3 separate regions of the Mus musculus genome follow, and all the other regions are linked to region 3. A link is a contact called in public Hi-C and promoter capture Hi-C data. All regions are on one chromosome and are shown on one strand. Each heading gives the region's core, a stretch centred on a gene start, on an enhancer-like site or on the middle of the called end of the contact. The rest is flanking DNA. Distances are from core to core; before and after follow the strand shown. Region 1 holds the start of Mybl2 (myeloblastosis oncogene-like 2). Region 2 holds the start of Srsf6 (serine and arginine-rich splicing factor 6). Region 3 holds the start of Dhx35 (DEAH (Asp-Glu-Ala-His) box polypeptide 35).

Region 1 (4,364 bases), core at 1,851-4,350, 4.3 Mb after region 3:
GATTTACCTTTGGGGTACAGGGTCTCCTTATATCTCAGTCTGGCCTGGAAGTCACAGTGTAGTGAAGGCTGGTCTTGAACTTGGGATTCTCCTGCCTTGGCCTTCCGAGTACAGGGATTAGACAGGTGACGCCACACCTTGCATAGATTTTCAAATCTTTCTCCTCCCTGCTAAGCTATGGGTGTTCTTTGTCATTCCCTACATTGTCCACTCTGCCAGTTCCTAAATAACCCAACTCTATAGAGCTGAAAGTGACCTGATTGGGTAGGTGCACGCAGCTTCCTTCTGCCAGCCCAGCACCTGTGTGATCAGTGCAGTTTACTGAATGGCTTTTTGTCTTAGTTTGCTTAGTGGGTGGAGCTTGTTTATAGGTTGGTTGCCTGGCAGGCAAAGGCCCAGAGTTTGAAGTGTGGCCCTACAAAGCAAAGCAAAACCAAAACAAAAGTTGCTCAGTAGATGGATGCTGGGACTCTGGACACAGGCAGGTGATCCTACTTATTATTTACCATCAGTCAATAACTTTGTGTCCTTCTTGTTGCTAGGCCAAGAGTATTTTAACAAGATTTGATCTTTGTCTTCTTGACAAAGGAATAGCCTTGATTTGGAAGCCCAGGACAGATAATTGAATGGCTAAATGACTAGAGCCTTTCCTTCCCAAGAAGGTACTTCCAGGCCCCCTCCCCCAATGCAATTCTGTTATCCGTTCTGAGCCGAGAGACCACTCCCAGGTTTGACTGCCCCGGGATTCTAGGAATGCTCTCCCCAGGGGTTATGTGTTGACTTGCTGATAACTAGAGGACACACTGGTGGAGGTCACCAGATTCCTTGTGACACTGGAGTGACCTTGCTGCCCCAACCCTGATCTCCAGGCTCCTCTAGCTCTGGTGTCCTGTTTAACTGGCTCCAGTTTCTGGTCCCATGTGGACTCCGCATCTGCTCTCTGCATTTTGCCTCAGGCACTTACCTTGTGCAAATTTCTAGGCCCTGCTTTTGCTCACAAGGAGATTGGTAATCTGAGGGAGTGTGTGTGCAGCCTGCGGAGCAGCTTCTTGGACTTCAGAGGGCAAGTGTGAAGACAGGTAAAGGCAGAATATAATCATAGGACCAGCAGAAAGGCTACAGGGGTTGAGTAAGGCATGTAGGGTGGCCTAGGTCTACCCTCAGCAACAAAAGCCACCTAACAGTGATATAATACTTATATGTGCCTTATACATATTCATGTACTTGTATTGCTTAGAGTTAAAGGTTTGTACACAGTACCCCAAAATAAAGTGTAGGAGAAAATAATCTCCCACTTCTCCAACATGCTTTGACCTGGTTATTCTGCAGGGACTATAGACAAGGAAATAACTTTGCAAGGCAGTCCTTTTGTAAAAGAAATTTACATTTGTAAAGGAAATCTGCGTTAGCCTGCATTCTGTACTAGGAACCGGCTGATGCCTATATCTTTCTTTTAACTGGGAGACTTTTATCTGCATGACAAGACCACCTGTTTGCCACATAATTCCTTTCCTTATCCCTAGTTAGCTTGTGTCACCACCATTCCTACAGAAGTCCTTGGACCTCATTCCTTTTTGTACCCCAGGAAGCTTCAAACGTCTGAGCCTTTGTATGATGTCATTATTTTACAGGACTCCAATGGATATGCAAGTAATTAAACCTGAGTTTCCTCCCGTTAATCTATTTCCTATCCATTTAATTTGCAAACAAGCCAAAGATGCTAGGAGGAAAGCCATTTGCCCTTTCCTTACCCCTTTCCTTACTATAAACTCTAGAACTACAGTTTGGGGAAGTCAGTGCCTCAGTTTCTCCATCTGCTATCGGGTAATACAAGCATATAACTCATTGGGTTGTTATGAAGATCAAAGGTTTCTATGAACTGTTTTTGTAGGTGAGGAAGCAGGCATGGAGAAGTTTGATAATTTGAGATAATGGAACTAGGGAAAGGTAGGCTGGGAATCACCCCCGAGGAGATCTCACTGTAAAGCACACTAGCCGTGAAGAGCAGCGATCCACATGAACTCCTTTGAAGGGAGAGGGGTGGGGGGAAGCCTTGAATTAAGCCAGGTGAAAACTTGTAGCTTTCAAGTCTTCATCCTTCTGTAGTAAATGAAGTTTTCGGAGTTGTACTGTCTAAAAGGGGCCAGCAGTTTTTGGAAAGAGATCTGAGGCCTGAGCCTAAAGGGCATTTGGCTGGGGTTCTTCCAGGCTCCTATCCTTTCAGGGAGTCCCAGTAAGATGACACTCAGTTTTTAGGTAGTAAATGACAACCTGAAAGAGACAACCCTTGCCATCAGAAATTGAACGTAAGCCAACAAGCCTTCCCCCTGGGCTTAATACATTTCCTAGGAAAGGCTGCTGGGATCCCAGAATGCTCACAGTTCAGCAGAGGAAATGCGCACAAATGCAAGCAGATGGGCAGGAGACCCCAGTCGGGGAAGATGTGGGGAGTTCCTGGTCCAAATACGGCCCAAGCAAAAGCTGCAAGACTTAATTTCGCCTCTCTGTGTCTTGGCGTGGTGATCTGGAAGGCCGTTACTAAATGGAGTTACAAAGATTTAACCCGGACAGAAGAGAGGTTTAAGTTTGGTGAGAGAAATGTTGGGATTTTGAGCTGGGTCTCTCTGAGGCAGCTGAAGAAGCAAGAGGCTTGCAAAGGAAAAGATACAAACCCAGTCAAAGGGAGCATGGGGGCTCTAGGGATAGTGGCTTGGACCGTCCCAAGCAGTGACAATTTGGGCGGGAAGTTTCTCCTATTCAGTTCTTCCAGTCTTTGCTATGTGTGTGGCTCGGGGTCTATCTAAGATTCACACAGAGCCAGGCCTCGCGCCTCATTGAATCCCTAAGGTAGGTGTATCTGGACACAGTAGATTGCCAACTAACAGAGCATCTGCCCGCTTGCACATTCGGTTTCTGCCCTCCGGTAAACCACTCCCCTCTTCCCCATGCTTGGGCTCCGCCCCTACAGTAGGCCCCTCCTAGGGTTCTGGCGCGCGGGCTCCGCCCCTCGTGTCTTGTACGCTTCGCCCCTTCCGTATGCTCCGCCCCTGCGCTCGCGCGCCAGGGCCGGGCGGCGCCGACGCACTTGGCGGGAGATAGGAAAGTGGTTCTGTGCGCTCCCTAGGCAGCTGCAGTTCCTGGGAACGTGCGACCAGACCTGCAGACACGCTGACGCCTGAGAGCACCGCCTGGGGCCCGGAGCGGCTCGAGCAGCCTGAGTCCTGACCCCGGCCCGGCTCCCGCTCCGGGCTCGGCCGGCGGGCGTAAGGGTGCGGCGGGGTCCGGGCCGGGGGGATGTCTCGGCGGACGCGCTGGTGAGAGGCTGCGGGCGCGCTGGGGTCCTCTCCCTTCTCCTTGGGTCGGCAAGCGTGAGATGGGGATCCCCGGGAGAAATGCACCCTGCGCCGCCCGATGCAGGGGCGCGCGCCACGTTAAGAGGCTATCGGGACCCCCTCGCTCGGTTCCTGGGCCTCCTGGGCCCGGGAGTCTGAAAGCGCGGGTTCCCCCTCTAGACCGGGTCCCAGCCCTGGGTGAGGTCCATCATCTCCCGCCTAATTGCAGGGTGGGGAAGGAAGGCTGTCGCTCGCGGTGTCAGCTGGAGGCCCATTACTGGGTAGGGAGAATGTCTCCCCTTGTCGCAGCGAGTGGAAGGCAGAAGCCTGGGAGACACTTGTCGATCAAGAGTGGCTCGAATTTGCTGGCGTTCCTTTCTTGTTAGCATTCCGGGAAGCACAAAGCCCCTGGGCCCTCCGCGGGATGCGAGACGGGGAATTCGTTGTCTCATGGGGTTTCGGCGGCCGGTTCGGTTTGGTTTCAGAAGCCTTCTTCCTGTCCCACGCTAGTTTTGGGCAGTTGGGGATGAGTAAAGACTATTGGTGTGCAACGAGACTGCTCTGCTAGCAGCCTCTGAGCCAAAGGCAGGAACTGGGTTTCCCTCTTAGTTCCCTAGAGGTTAGGTGGCTGGGTCAAGTCTGGACTTTTGGGACACCTGTGTATCTGGGGCCTAATCGCGGGGCTTTCCAGCCTTTCTAAGGCGTGGGATAATTGGGTTCTGCTGTGTTCCTTCTGGGTCTTTCCAATTCAGAACGCCTTTCCACCGTCTTCAGATGGCCGAACCTGGCCTAGGATGAAGATAAGGCACAGAGATGCCTGCTTGCTTACTTGCAGAGTTCTTCGTGGCTGGGTTGGGTATTGGTTTGGTCTGTGGGTGCTGATCAGGGTGGCTTCCCATGCCCCGGTGTCTAGGACAGTTCAGTGCCCAGGAAGGGCATCTGGAAGTACTAATCCCAGAGCCCCGGGCTTATCTGAGGGTCTCTTTTGTGAAGTGTGGACTCTGTGCCCCTGCATCCTCACGAGCCTTTCTC
Region 2 (4,571 bases), core at 1,095-3,594, 4.1 Mb after region 3:
AGGTGTTTGTGAGATACTTGAATTTCATTCTAGGTACCCAGGTCAGGTCTTCGGCAGCAAACCATTGAACCATATCCCCAGCGCCTTGCTCAGTTGACTGATCCTCTTGCCCGGAAGTCTGATCTGCTGGTGTTACAGGTGTGCACCACCGCACCTGGCTCAGAAGATTTTAAATGAGGGTTTGGACTGGCTTGGCACCGTTTACACAAATCTCCCGCAGACAAGCCTCAGAGATCTATCTATCAGACTGATGGCATGGATGGGCCATCAGTCAGATGCTCTGGGCAGAACTTCCCAGAGCAGCCTCTGCTGCATTCCACACAAATACTCTGGGGTGGCTGTGTTAGTTGAGATTTCACATGGTAACAGAATCAGTTGGGGGTGGGAGGGAGATGTGGTGAGCGAACCTGTAGGAACTGGCTCTCATTGATATTGAGGCTCTGGAGTTCCAAACTAGCATGTGCATCAAGTGTGGAGGCCAAGGGTCACCTCAGGTGTCATTCCACAGGAACGGTCAAGCTCCAGAAGCAAGCAGTTTCCCAACAGACCCTTCCCTTCCTTGTTTTTAAGACAATGCCTCAAACTTAGCCAAGGCTAATCTAGAACCCATAGCAGTCCTCCTTCCTCAGCTCCCGGATGCTGAGAACAGGCATCAGATACTGCACCTGACTATCTGGCTTTTCCCTCCCCCAGCCCACTAAAAAAATAAATAGACTCTCATGCTGCGCACTTGTCATTTCAGTTTGTTGCTTTTGCAAAGTACCAAGTTAGGTCGGCAACAGGACTCCCCAGTGCTGCTGATCCAACTAGGAACTTTGGAAGATAAATGATCTCATGGGTTGTCTTGTGTGTGTGTAGAACATGAAAGTAGAAAGGGAACTATGTGAAGGAAACAAGGATAAGGGAAGAGGGGAACAAAATATGGTAATAGGGTAGGAGAATGACAAATACTGGCTTTTTCGTCTCGTGTGGAATCCAGATGTGTGTTTGCTTTTACAAATAATTTTAAAATGTGTTATCATCACACTTAGTTATTTATTGAAGGCATGACACGCATCAGGAGGTCAGAGGACAACTTGCAAGAATTGTTTTTGTTGTTGTTGTTGTTCCTTCTACCGTGTGGGTCTCTAGGATCAAAGTCGGGTCCTCCAGCTTGGCAGCAAGCACCTTTACCGGCTTCAGTCTTCTCACCACTCACAAATAAATTTTAACAAGTTTTTAGAAATTGACAATTTGATAAAACTGTTATGTGTTGACTTCATTCTGTGTTCCATGAATATTTTTAAAAGCTGTCTACATATATATATTTATATTTCTAACTTAAGGACGTTCTCTTCCCTCGAGAATACTATTAACACATCTCCCTGTGTGCTATCAACATTGCCGGTCTGCCCCAGAGGACAGAATCTTCTCTCATTATAGCTGAAAAGCCTGAGGCTGCCCAGATTCTGGGCAGAAAACAAATTCCTAAAGAGCAGGTACTAACTCAATGGCAGTCTTTTCTCTCAGCTTTTATCACACCGTGCTCTGCTTTCGGTTTCCTTACCTCTCTAGCCAAACCTTCGCCGTGCTTTGAATACTCCCAAGGCATGCTCCTTGATAGTCAATTAACTTTACTCCAGGGCAGTGGGGCTGTTTTGTTTAACTCTACAGCATTAGATGTCACCTCCATAAACTCCTAAGTGTGTATTTCTGCTTTATAAATAGTTTGCCTTCGGATCCAACCAGGTTAAGGACAGTATGGATAGGAAAGGGGATAGGGGGTCTTGGAGGACCATGGGGCCCAGCCATGCTCCCTTTGTGAACGGCCGCGGCGAGCGCGGGATTCAGAGCTGTCAGAGCTCCGAGCAGAGGGAGGGATGCCACCCAGACCAGCCACAGCACCTCCCCCGCTGGTCACTAAACCTCGGGGACAGATCCCGAGCCGCTGAGAAACTAAGGAACTGTCCGACTCCCAAGAGCGTGTACTCAACGAAACCAGTGCGAGCTACCCGCTGAAGGGAAAGAGCAACCTCTTTTTTTTTAGTAGACCAATCAGAGACCAAGATGGCCTAGACTGACAGCCCGGACAACCAATGAGAAATAAAACTCGTTCTCCGCGTGCCTGGGCACAAGAACAGTTTATTAGGCACGACTCAAAAGGTCCGGGCCTCGGCTGTTTACGCTGATGGCTGCACAGCGCCAGGGGACATGACAGTAGCGAAATCAACTCCCAGCAAGCACGGCACGCGCCGCGGGCCGCCCCAACACATCCGGAGCGGCCCGCGGCGCGGGAGAGGACGTGCTGCGCGACGACGTCACGCGCTGCGCCGCGCCGCGCCCCGCCCCCGGGCACTTATAGCGTAGGCCGGCGCGCGCGCGCGCACCATTGTGTGGCTGACTCGGCCGCCGCTGCGGTGTGAGGCGCGTGTTCGGGCCTTCGCCGTCCCCGCACCCGCACCGCAGCCCTGCCCCGCGGCCCGCCGCCCCTCCGCCAGCCTCCCGGAGGACACCCGTGGGTCACGGCCATGCCGCGCGTCTACATAGGACGCCTGAGCTACAACGTCCGCGAGAAGGACATCCAGCGCTTTTTCAGCGGCTACGGCCGCCTCCTCGAGATCGACCTCAAAAATGGGTGAGTCGGGTCTGGGAGGCCGCGCCCCGCGGCGGAGAGAGGTCCCCCAAGGACCCGAGGCGGCCAAGGCCGCGGCGCCGCGTGGCAGGGCCTCTAAAATGGCGGCGGCGGCGGCGCCCCGAGCGCGCGCGCGCGGGGGAGGGCGCGGGAGCGCGCGGCGCCGGCTAACGACACGCCCGCCCGCCGGTGCGCGGCTCGCGCTCCGCCCCTCCGCAGGTACGGTTTCGTGGAGTTCGAGGACTCCCGGGATGCCGACGATGCCGTGTACGAGCTCAACAGCAAGGAGCTGTGCGGCGAGCGCGTGATCGTAGAGCACGCCCGGGGCCCGCGCCGCGACCGCGATGGCTACAGCTACGGAAGCCGCAGTGAGTCCTTACCCCCGCGCGCTCCGCGTCCTGGGTACCTGGGGGGGGCGGGGGTTGGGGGCGCAGGGCGGGTGCAGTCACTTGGGTGGGCAGGGTGGGACCTCCCCAGCCCGGGCAGGCGCGGAGGCCGGGGCTTGTCGGCCCTGGGTGTTCCCGGGGCCCCTCTACCTCCACGCATGCCCGGGTAGCCGTGGGACACCGGAGCGCGGGGAATGGGGTCGGGTGGCCGGTTGACTTAAGTTTGGAAGGAGTGGCTTCAGTTGGCCCTCTTTGGCACTGACTTGGGTTCTGCCATTGAAAGCGAGGGCTGGCTGTATTTGTAGTATGCCCCCTTGCTTATCTGTCAGTGCTTGTTAGCATTGAGGAAGTTTCTAGGAAGGCTGGGGTGGAGGTGGGGCAGGGGGCGGGGAAAGGGGAGGAGCTTGAAGTCTAAGTCTTAGGAGCTGGGAGGCTTGATTGGGGGGGGGCAAAGAAAATGCCATTTTAAACTAAGTAATGTGGCATAGTACCACAAAGTAAATCTAAATAAGCTTTATGCTGTATTTGAAATAGTTGGGGCATGTTACTGGGAGGGGGTTGGGGGGATTTTGGTTATGTGAAATGTTTAATGTTGAAATTGTTGCATGTTGAATTCCAACTTTTTAACAAGTCCTTGATGTTTCAATTTGAAAGTGACCAATGGGGCTGAGGCTGTGTCCACTGAGGCTAAGATGACTGCCTTTCCTGATTGGCCTTGGCTTTTCCATACATTGTGTGACCCTTGCCCTATGACCCTTTGGCTGACCTTACCGGAAGCCATGACGACAGCAGCCTTTTGCCATTAGACGCAGGGTGATGGTGAGGATTCCAAGGGTTAGACAAAACTGGTTAATCTGAACTAGGTGACTGTTACCTTGCGTGTTTTGTGGCCAAACCACCACCAAAAACCTCACACTGTGATGTAAGTACTTAGTGTAACTAGTAAACATTTTTGTAAAATGTAGAAATGCATGTAATCAGTTAAGTTTTATATTTTACAATGTTCTGTAAAATAAAACTTAGCGAGGTAAATTGAATAAAGGAGCAGTCACTCTCTAACAGATTGTAGGAGAGGTTTAGTTGGATTTAGTCTATTTGACTTGCCCTTAATTTAATTTGTGGCAAATCACAAATGTATCGAGGGTTTAGCAGTATAATAGCAAAGTCCTACTCCAGTAATAAACGTTGCTATGTTTGTACTAACTTTCAAAAACATGCATGCCTGTCATTGCAACGCATCTAATTACTCCCTTCATGTGATAAAGGTGGTGGAGGTGGATACAGCAGTCGGAGAACTTCTGGCAGAGACAAATATGGACCACCTGTTCGTACAGAGTACAGGCTTATTGTAGAAAATCTGTCTAGTCGTTGCAGTTGGCAAGACTTAAAGGTATGTACCTGGGGTTTTAAAGACAGAGCAGTTACTTTCCTTAAGAGTTGGCTACGTGGTCTTGCTTTAGATTTCTGGAGCTTATCAGTCTTAACTGTTTTAGGATTTCATGCGGCAAGCAGGAGAAGTGACTTATGCAGATGCTCACAAAGAACGAACAAATGAGGGTGTGATTGAATTTAGA
Region 3 (4,371 bases), core at 197-2,696:
ATCAAATCTAGAAACGAACGTGACATAAACTCAGATTTTGCTCGTGTGGTATATTTGCCCTGGCAGTTGAGCTAATGAGAGCCGATTCCGACCTAGTGCCTGCAGTGTCTTGCACTGTGTTAGGTCCTCTGCCCCTCATCTCCTTTAACACTTCTTTAAAGCTCAGTTTACAACTGAGCTTAAATGTCAGCCAGGTGATGGGCAAGCTAAGGATTCTGAATCAGGGTTACTTGTTTCCAACGCTTTCCGTAATTTGCCATTTCCCTCAAAGAATGAAGCATTTTCTTTTGGAGCTCTAAAAATGTATAGATTTTAAAGCCTCTTAATTTGTGGCTTCCTTGAGCCCAGCACAACTGTTCCATCCAGTAGAGGATGGAAACAGATGCAGAGACCCACAGCCAAATATTAAATGGAGCTTGAGGATGGGGGTGGGAGTGGGGGAGGAGTGTGTGGAAGAGTTGGGGGAAGGACTGAGGGCCCAGAAGAGGACAGGGCCTCCAAAGGAAGACCACCAGAGTCAACTAACCTGGACCCTTGGGGGCTCTCAGGGACTGAACTACCAACCAAAGAGCGAGCATGGGCTGTATCTGATGCAGAGTCCCCCAACAACTGGAGCAGGGGCTATCCCCGAGTCTGTTGCCTGCCTGCAGAGCCCATTCCCCTAACTGGGCTGACTTGTCTTGTCTTAGTGGGAGAGGATGCACCTAGTCCTGCAATGACTTGATGTGCGGGAGGTGGGGGTGGGGGATGGGGAGGTAGAAAAAGAGCATTTGATTTATAAACGGTTGCCTTGGAGGGAACACTGGGTGAATGCACTGGCCTCACTGATCTGATTTCTAGTCTCATCTTCCGGCCCAATGTGCTCCTGCGTTCCCACTTTGCGACATTTCTCTGAAGACCACAAGTTGCCTGTATCATTTCGGCTTTACTTGCTGATAATAAGCATCATTCTGTTTATCCAGCGTTTATTCATTTACAGTTTACCCAGCCCCACCCTCGCCTGGGAAACAAGAAGCTACAGTTCCAGGGAACACAGCAGCATTAACTGAATCATCAGACGCAGGAGGTCGTTACCGCTATTATCTCTCAGTATGAAAATAGGAGACTAAAAGAGACGCAGCTGCGATAGCATGTAAACACGAGCATCTCTCAGTTCACCGGGGAAACCCAGCCTCTGCTCACACTCTTAACGCTGGTGAGTGACAGCCTGGGAACACAGCAGCGCATTCCTAGAAGTTAGTGGCAACCCAGAGTGTCCAAGCAGGGTAGAGCAGCCAATCCGAGAGACAATATGGCCGCGCGGCATCACGTGGGCCAAGGAGAGGCCCTCAAAGGCAAGCCAAAGCGAGCTGCGATCACGTGATCCATAGTGGGGGGGGGGGGTGTTGCCGGAAGGCGTGGCTTCTTTTCGCTCTACCCGCCCCCCGCAGCCCCCGCGGAGGCTGCTGGCGGGCCACGCCCCTTGAGCCCGGAGGGACTCGCGCGGGTCTAGAGGGGCGGAGTCTTCTTCGTGACCTTTCACCCCAGCATGGCTGCGCCCTTGGGACCAGTGAAATTCTGGAAACCGGGTAAGGCAGGGCAGGGAGCCTGGGTAGATGCCCGGACATGACTTTCGGCCTGGGGACCCACCCGTGGGCCTGACCGGGGGAGGGCTGGGCACCACTCCTCCGCGCGCAAGGATGCTGCAGCCCACGGTGGTCCGGAGGAAGTCAAAGGCCTCCCTAAGCTGGGCGGAAACTCTGGGTGACCTTGTTGGAGTTTCTTAGCCTCCTCGGCACCTCTTGAGATGTAGAGTCCTGAAGCGCCCGTGTGTATCTTGCTGAAGTCCTGGGGCAGCATTGGGGCTCGAGAGGCAGTGCAGCTCAGTGGCTTAGAAGCTTGGGTTATGGAGTCAGAGCGCCCAGGTTCAAGGCTGCCTCTCTGCCTTGCATCAGTAGATGGAGAACCTTGAACTCTGCCCCCATCCCTCAGAACATCGCTCCCCTCACCTGGGAAGTGGGCGGAATACGAACACCTGTCCCGTGGGCGTGGAGTAGGGGGAGTACGTAGTCCGACTTAATGGCTCATAAAAGAGAAAATGTATTCCAGTGTTTTAGGGTAGGTCTTGCCCACTCTGAATGTTTACCACAAAGTGAACGCCCTCCTTCCTAGTGGCTGTCACTTTTCCTGTTTTGTAGGCTAACAAGTCACCATCTTTTGTTTTTGCATTTTCTCAGGTCGGGTTCTTGTTGAAATACCAGACCATGATCTGTGTAGGATGCGCCTTTTGTTCACGCTTTTCTTATAAACTAAACCAAACCAAGCTAAACCAAAACACTGTTTCTTAACTGGTACCAGCCTCTGCCCTTACTTTTTTACACATTTTCTTTTTTTCTCCTCTACCTGCACTCCAGAAGATCTGGGTGTATACATTATATTGTGATGATGATAGTTTGAGACAGAAAAGGCAACAAGGGACAGCTTTTAAAGAGTGTTTTAGATGCTCCCTGGAAATCTGACCATGTGCCTAAGTGTTAGAGAAATAAACTCATGAAGGTGACACATAATTATTTTTTTTTTTTTAAATCTGAACTGGATATGGTAGTCCATGGCTGTAATCCCAACACTTGGGAGGCAGAGGCAGGAGGATCTCTTGAATTTGAGGCCAGTCTGGTGTATATTCCAGGACAGCCAGGGTCACAAAGACATACCCTGACTCTCTCGTTTGTCACTTTCATGACTCAGCATTTTCAGGCATCAGCTGATTGTCCACCCCAGTAAGTAATGAGTTACCAACTTATTCAAGAGTTAACCAGCAGACCAAAGAGTTAAGTCTAATAGAGGCTTGGATAAATTGCCAAAACTCAGACCCGGGTACCATTTTGGTTAAAGAACCTGGAACTGTTCTGAACTGTTCTACAAGTCTGTCCCATTGTTTAGTCCATTACTGTATCGAGAGTACACTTCTGTCGTCAGTCAGGTCGTGAACACGTACATGCCTGGGCTCAGCTCTCAAGGTGTGCTCTCCAAGTTACGTGTCCATGAGAAGAATGCTAAGCAAGGCAGAGGGGTGCTGTAAGGAAGATGGCCTCAAGTACTGGACTGCAGTGCCTTCCCTGCCTGGGTGACTTGCAGAGCCACACAAGTGCTCCAAGTCTCTGCTTCCTTATCGGTCATTTGTCATAATAGGATTGCTGTGAGGATTAAATGAGACAATGCACAAAACACCCGTGGTGCTAGGTACACAGCTATTATAATTGTATTAAGGTATAGGAGAGGGAGGGAAAGTGCAGTGTGAAGAATTGGCTGCGTCGTAGAGATGGTAATGGTTTTGGAGCGAACACTGAGCGCTGAAACAAGTTTGTTATGGCTTGTTTATGGTGAGGTAGAGAATGGCTCTCCAGGCCATTGAAAGGATTTGTGTATTAAGGATGTCCCCAAACCCCCAGTATGGAGTACTGTGATGGTATATGTGGGTATATTTGGGGTGTGGCAGGAGATGGTGCTGGAAAGGTAGGAAGGGACTTCATCTTGAAATGTCTTTCAAGAGTTAAAGAATCTGAGCTTCTGGGCCAGTGAGATGGCTCAGAGGCAAGGGTGCTCTCTGTGAGAGCCTTAGGGCACCAGCTTGATCCTCATAAGTCATGTAATGGTGGATAGAGCGACTCCACAAAATTGTCCTTTGATCTCCATACATGTGCTTGCTCGCTCTCTCTCTCTCTCTCTCTCTCTCTCTCTCTCACACACACACACACACACTCACTACAGGTAAATTTAAAAAAAAAGGTTTCCCTGCTTTAACCCCAGCAGTGATATGGTTAAGAAGGCTACTCTAAGAGAGGTTGCTACTAAAATCCAGGATGGATGTTGAACCTCAGGTCTAGCCTGGGAGCTGACAGGAGGGGCCCGTTAGATACCTTAGAGGTAAAGAGAAGAGAAAGTAAAGACAGTGATAATCTTGTGTTCTGGACAGGGTGACTGCCTAGTTCAGTGGGGCCTTGATGGGGTGATGGCCTAGGTAAGTGGGTTTCAAATTTTGCTGTATTGTTGAATCACTTGGAAAATTTAAAAAAAAAAATCAATCCTTTTGTTATTATTGTCAAAAAATCAGGAACTAGGTAGCAGTATTTTTAAACATTTGGGGGGCTTCTAGCATGCCTCAAAGTTGGGGATCCACTTTTTGGGGCCCAGGTATACAGCTTTCATTCACTGAGATTTGAGTAGCTCCAGTGAGTCCGGAACCCTGGGAATTCACTTTCACTTACAGCATCTTATCAGCTCGTAATAACATCTCTGTGATGAGTTGGTATTCTCACAGAGGAGCAAAAAGTTCCAGATGAAATGGGTTGTGGGAAATGCAGGTCAGGGAGGTGGTTGGAGCTAAGTGTAAGG

The links. Promoter capture Hi-C pulls out the DNA fragments that hold promoters and counts their contacts. A called contact is a pair of places that touch in the nucleus more often than the background predicts.
Region 1: a contact with region 3 is called in a promoter capture Hi-C map of pre-B cells. The contact joins the promoter of Mybl2 here to the promoter of Dhx35 in region 3.
Region 2: a contact with region 3 is called in a Hi-C map of B cells, with 9 read pairs. The contact joins the promoter of Srsf6 here to the promoter of Dhx35 in region 3. A contact is called at or near these places in 1 of 39 promoter capture datasets (pre-B cells) and 2 of 484 Hi-C or Micro-C datasets (B cells and CD4 T cells).

Annotation. Positions count from the first base shown.
Region 1 is chr2:163,051,535-163,055,898 of GRCm38.p6, forward strand. Mybl2 (myeloblastosis oncogene-like 2) reads left to right here and starts at 3,101. Exons shown (of 14, transcript NM_008652.2): 1 at 3,101-3,314. The coding sequence starts at 3,295.
Region 2 is chr2:162,929,164-162,933,734 of GRCm38.p6, forward strand. Srsf6 (serine and arginine-rich splicing factor 6) reads left to right here and starts at 2,345. Exons shown (of 6, transcript NM_026499.4): 1 at 2,345-2,614; 2 at 2,831-2,979; 3 at 4,263-4,387; 4 at 4,491-4,571. The coding sequence starts at 2,508.
Region 3 is chr2:158,793,361-158,797,731 of GRCm38.p6, forward strand. It overlaps Dhx35 (DEAH (Asp-Glu-Ala-His) box polypeptide 35), which reads left to right and starts at 1,447. Exons shown (of 22, transcript NM_001372513.1): 1 at 1,447-1,568. The coding sequence starts at 1,529.